Linked DNA regions of Mus musculus: region 2 is linked to region 1. A link is a contact called in public Hi-C data. All regions are on one chromosome and are shown on one strand. Each heading gives the region's core, a stretch centred on a gene start, on an enhancer-like site or on the middle of the called end of the contact. The rest is flanking DNA. Distances are from core to core; before and after follow the strand shown.

What was found. A called contact is a pair of places that touch in the nucleus more often than the background predicts.
Region 2: a Hi-C map of cerebral cortex shows a contact between it and region 1, with 3 times the contacts expected there. The contact joins two enhancer-like sites. A contact is called at or near these places in 1 of 15 datasets of contacts at CTCF or cohesin (stem cell-derived epiblast-like cells), 37 of 484 Hi-C or Micro-C datasets (the C2C12 cell line, CD4 T cells, the CH12 cell line and 17 more), 4 of 115 datasets of contacts at active chromatin or transcription factors (embryonic stem cells, epiblast stem cells, forebrain and 1 more) and 1 of 9 other capture datasets (embryonic stem cells).

The regions. Positions count from the first base shown.
Region 1 is chr10:85,219,762-85,222,461 of GRCm38.p6, reverse strand. No RefSeq gene overlaps it. Among named protein-coding and RNA genes, the nearest start is that of Cry1, 36 kb to the right of the region's middle. Within about 2 kb of position 1,266, at least 21 of the 459 cell types and tissues checked have an H3K27ac peak or open chromatin away from gene starts, as enhancers often do. A contact at or near this core is called in cerebral cortex, where this site is marked.
Region 2 is chr10:85,457,798-85,460,497 of GRCm38.p6, reverse strand. The region is part of intron 1 of Btbd11 (BTB (POZ) domain containing 11); the gene reads right to left. Among named protein-coding and RNA genes, the nearest start is that of Btbd11, 72 kb to the right of the region's middle. Within about 2 kb of position 1,322, at least 70 of the 459 cell types and tissues checked have an H3K27ac peak or open chromatin away from gene starts, as enhancers often do. A contact at or near this core is called in cerebral cortex, where this site is marked.

The DNA.
Region 1 (2,700 bases), core at 17-2,516:
TGGAGTATTACTCAGCCATTAAAAAAAATGAAATCTTGAAATTCACAGGTAAATGGATAGAACTAGAAAATTATCATCCTGAGTGAGGTAACCCAGACCCAGGAAGATAAATATGGCTTGTAGTTGGTTATATGTAACTGTTAGCTATTAAGTCTTCCGTAAGCAAGTGATGGTTCATATAACCACAGAGGATGGAGATAAAGTCATGGAAAGGGGATGGATGGATTAATCTCCCTAGGAAAGGAGAGACAGAAACATCTGGGACTTGATTGCTGGCATCCAGGCAGAATGAAAGAGTCTGAAACGTGACATGCTTGACATGAGCCTCCCTCGGCAGAAGCATTGGTACAGGTGGGGACACACATGTGCATACACAGGCACACATACACTCACACATACGTGAACACACATGCACACTCATAAGCACGCGTGCACACACTCATGCACACACTCGCGCATGTGCACGCACACAAGTAGTATCTAGTAGTCTCCCTACTGTTTCTAAATTCAGAGTTTCCTCATCACTAGGTGGCCCTCTCAATGAGCCTCTCTCTGACCCAGTTGCTGCTGTTCTGAACACTGTAGCTCTCTTTGCTTTGCTGCTGTTGGGTTTTCTCCCTGGTAATCATCATTCACGTGCTAAATGCTTGGCTTACTTATTTTCTCCTTCCTTTATAAGAGCCAGAGTCTGCTTTGTTCATTTCCATGCCCTTCCCTCCTGGAGTGCTTCCAAGCACACGGGAATCCACGATACAGGGTTTATATACAAGCAAGTGTGGCTGATCAGGGAAATGGCAGTTTGGCAGAAATGAAACCTAAGACAGACTCACTAGCTAACATTTGTCATCTGTTCTGCTAGGAGGACACGACTAGAAGAGCAGAGGAAAAAGAAAATCAGAGGAAAACAGTCCGTTTTAAAACAAGCCGTTCTGTCCCCACACGTGGCTGCCATCATTTCCTCCTCCATAAGCTCCTAACATCGTACCCAAAAGCTGGGAGGCACGCAACCTGAAGCAAGGAGATAGGCAGTCTGGATTCTCCATTTCAGTCTCAGCATCCTCATTTAACACGACGAAATAGCTAATACATTCTGTGATTCGGGAATCAGAGGCTGCAAGCTAAGGTCTTACATAACAGGTGTGGCCTCACTTCCCTACCCCACAGTTCTAAAAGAAATGTTATTGTGGGTACCGATCTGCGCGAATAACGCTGCAGAGATGGACAGTCAGGGCAGGGAACCTGAGACTCTCCAAGGAGGCGAGCAAAGCCTTTGCCTTCAAAAAGAGACAGGAGAGGAGTGCAGTTTTGCTTTCAAGCCCCAAGGTGTTGGCCTTTGCCGTAAGGTAATCTCTTTCTTAGAGCGCCACCTACTGGTGCAGGGTTTTGCAGCAACGCCTAGCCTCGGCTTGTACAAGCACCTGTTCTCGACCAACCTCAGTGTGTTTTAGAAAAGAGTCTTACATGATACTTCAAAACAAGATCTCTCTCATGAATGAGGTTTCTATTGTAGCTTTACCATTAAAAAATAGGAAGAAGCGCTTTCTGGGCCTTAGTTTTTATAAGAAACAACAGGTCTTTTGCTGAAAATCTGTCTTCTGCTTTACAAAGCTTCCTTGACTTGGTAAGGCAAGCATATTCTTGAAGGGTCATGTGTGCTAGCCAAAATTAAATAGGGAGATTTACATTTTAATTGCAGCGAGGGACATCCCGCTTTAAGGAATCCCAAGGGTAATTGAACATTTTTCTAAAGTCAAACAAGCTCTCCAGTTGTGTTTGCTTTGAAACTCAGCCTCACCTTTAATTTGCTCCAAATTCAGGTCCACCTGTTCTCATAGCACGGGTTCTGGTCAGTTTTAAACGACAGCGTTTCACTCACACCCTCTTTAAAAAGCAAGCCAAATAGACTCCAAGCCCATTCCGAGCTGGCAGCGAAGCCCATGGAAGAGATTGTTTATGAGATGTTTTGCCTGCCTGGATCTGGGGGGTTAAGGAAGGAAACAGCCCACACGGGCTCCACGCTCTTGTCTTGCCCAACCATCCCTGGCTTGCCACATGATGTCCTCAGCAGCTACCCCTCCAGGGTGCTAAAATTACTGTTTTGATTCCCTGGTGCTGCCAGTTTATCCCCCAAATTAATCGAAGAATTTTGTGTGAAACACACATAAGGAGGTTAGTAACGAAGAGGGGAGGGGCCTAAGTAAAAAGGATTACACCTGACTCCACTGTGACCCAGGCAGGGAAAAGGCATTCGAAGAGACTGAGATCCTGGTAACAATGTTACTCATATCACGCAAGATCATTTAAGGCCAGCAGCCTTAAAAGATGCTATTAGATACTCTTTTCCAAGAAAAGATGGCTCTGGGGAATTCCAATGATCTTAAGTGTATGAGTTTGCATTGTGAGTAAATCAGAGAGAACTGAATTTAAATCTCAGCTCTACATCACTATCCTTTAAGATGCAAGGGAAATTATTTGTCCTCTGTTGCTCCGTCTTCGCAATCATAAGATGGGAAAATAAGAACACTTTCCTGGGTAAGCCGTCAGGACGGAGGAAGCAGCAAGAGTTCTTGGGAGGCCTCCAACGTGGTGATAGCTATTAACAATAATGACCCAAATGTCAGATTCTTCAGTCAACACTGACAAGGACATTCAAAGGCCAGAATGACATAGTAGAAACGGCACTGAGTTAGACTGGGAGAC
Region 2 (2,700 bases), core at 73-2,572, 240 kb before region 1:
CTATGAAATACCAAGGAACGCTGTCCCAAACACCTCACCTTGGTCAGGGTGGCCCTAAGTTCTGGCCTGCAGGTCAGTTTCACAGTACATACAGTCTTCTGCTCTGACAGAAACAGAATGGCTTCCTTATGGCAAACAAAGACTTTACTTTCCTACCGCAGTCCCTCAGTGCATACCAAATCAGTATACTCTCTGGATTGCAATTTGTTAGAATGCTTGGCTTTAAAAATCTATCTTTGAGTTATTGACTTGAGTTCAGTAAAAAAACCATTCTGGTAAATGAATTTTAGCTGGGGAGCAGGACAGAATTTTCAACAATTTCTGTGGTGGCCCCGAACGCAGTCCTGTCATTTTATCCTATGTATTTATGTGACAGTGTTCCCAGTGCTGATGATATTAAAGATCAAAATGTCAATCAACTATGAAAAATACTGACGATGCTCTATGTCCTGTAGTATCAAATGTTCAGTGGAGATTTAACTTTATGCTAAAAAGAAATGGGCTACATGCATCTCACTAATACAGAACTTTCTTTTTGTCTTTAATAATTGATAAAATAAAAATCTATAATAAAAATTAATTTCAAGTAAATTTCATTGTGATTTATGGCCAGTAACTGTTTGTATGTGTTTTATAAACCTATATTCTTTGGGTTTCATAAACTTTGGGAGGACAAAAGGAGTTGTGAGTGGAAAAAAGTTTAAGAAACCCTAGTATAGAACAGAGCTGGCATTAAAAACTAGTGTAGGAAAAGTGGACTGTTCAAAGTGTGGGACAAACGGCTTTCCTTGAGGACAATATTAAAACTGATTTTCTGCTGCATGCAAAAGGGTTAACAACCCATATGTGCACAAGCATACTTCATCACAAACTGCAACCTCATTAGGAGGAAATGCCCTTATAAGCTTAGCTCTTAAATTCATAATTGAAAAAAAAATAGATCAATTAAACCAAAACAAAATTTAAAATCTTCCTTAGGACAAAATACTCCTCACAGAAAACTCAGCAGGAAAGAAGACACCGGGGGAGGCAGCTGTAACATGGTACAGAATTTAAAAACCTTCCTTCAGACAGACTGGATATTCAGAAACACGGAGAAATGACGGCACGCCAGTGAACGGAGATGAGCGGGGTAAAAATAAGCGTGAGACCCCACCACACAACAAATCTGTTTGGCGAACACTGAAAAGTCACAACTGTGAGGACCCGTGAGAAGGTGGAGGGCCAGACCCCTCCGAGGTGGCCTGTGTGAACCCGTGCACTCGCTCTGCAGAACAGGTTGGCACAGGCCAGGCCAGCTGGCGGCTGGAGCGCTCTGTGAGTCAGCAGTTCCACCTCTGGAATGTCTTCCCCGGGACTCTCAGGGGAGGCACTTCTGCAGGATGGATGGCAATGGCAGGCAGCCGCCTGGTGTGGCAGAGACTGGGGACAACAGAGCACTCGCCATCAGCATGAACGAGGGACTCTGGGCTTCCACACAGATGTGCTTGCAAAACAATGTGGGGTGAAAAAAAAATCAAGTTGGAGAGTATGCCGTTAAGCATGCAAATGTAACCCATGTATGATTTATGAACACTCGGAGTGGGAACACGACACAGAGACAGATTGGAAGACTATGCCCCAAATTCATGATCAAGGCTGCCTCGGGGGAGGAAGGAAGAACCCGAGGAACCATAACAGGAGGGATTTCAGCTTTAGTGAAAATATTTGGTTTCTTTTGTTTGAGAAAATTCGGGCAAATATGAGAAATGATTAACATCTGTTAATTCTGGTAGGTGGTTCTTACATTCTCGGCATTTTTAATTACTGAAAAGGAGCATGAATCCCAAGGATAAAACAATTAAAATTTCATCATGCCAAAAAGAAAAATCATCTATGTTACTGTTCATCGTGGGCCCCACCCCCCACCCCCGGGACAGGACAGACCAGGAGCTCCGTGAACACTGCTGCTTAGCTGAGGCTCTTTGCTGGGTGCTGCCAGAGTGTGCCCCCACAATTTCTAAGACAGTCCTCATTATCCGAGGAAGAAAGCTGTGTTTTGAGAAGGTTAAATGATTTCCTGATGCTCTGCAGAGGTTTTGAACGTGAGCTTAACTCTACATTATAGATAGCAGGAGGAATTTCCGGCAGACAGGAATGCAGACGTTAAAAGGACATGAAAACTCGGTGTGGAGACCCAGGTGTTGATCTGCATAGATAAACAGCACAACAACCCTGTGCCGAGAGAAGTGTTCTTTTAAAATCACATCCATTTATTCTGTACGCGCCATGACAACTCACAGGAGTCTCTCTCCTTCCATTGCGTAGGTCCTGGGGATTGAACCCTGGCCATCAGACCTTTACCACCGAGTCAAGTTGAGGCAGCCCCACTAAATCATCGCCAACCAAACCTGAATTTTAAGATTGTTGGATGTTTTGTTTGCTTGTTTGTTTGTTTTTTCAGTACAGGGAAATCGAACCTATGACCTCATGCGTATGAACAATGAGAGAACGTCACTTACCATGGAGAGAAACGAGGAGCAGTGGAGAAAGGTTCCAACATACAAGGGATGGGAAAGGCACATTCTCTGTCGAGGGATGCCCAACCCCAGGGTAAGGTCCTGCATTGCCAGAAAGCCTGTATTTGCCTCAGTCAGGTCTGTTCCTTTGTGATGTCCTCTCCATTGTAGTTAAGGCTACCCAGAATCCCTCTGTTCTGGT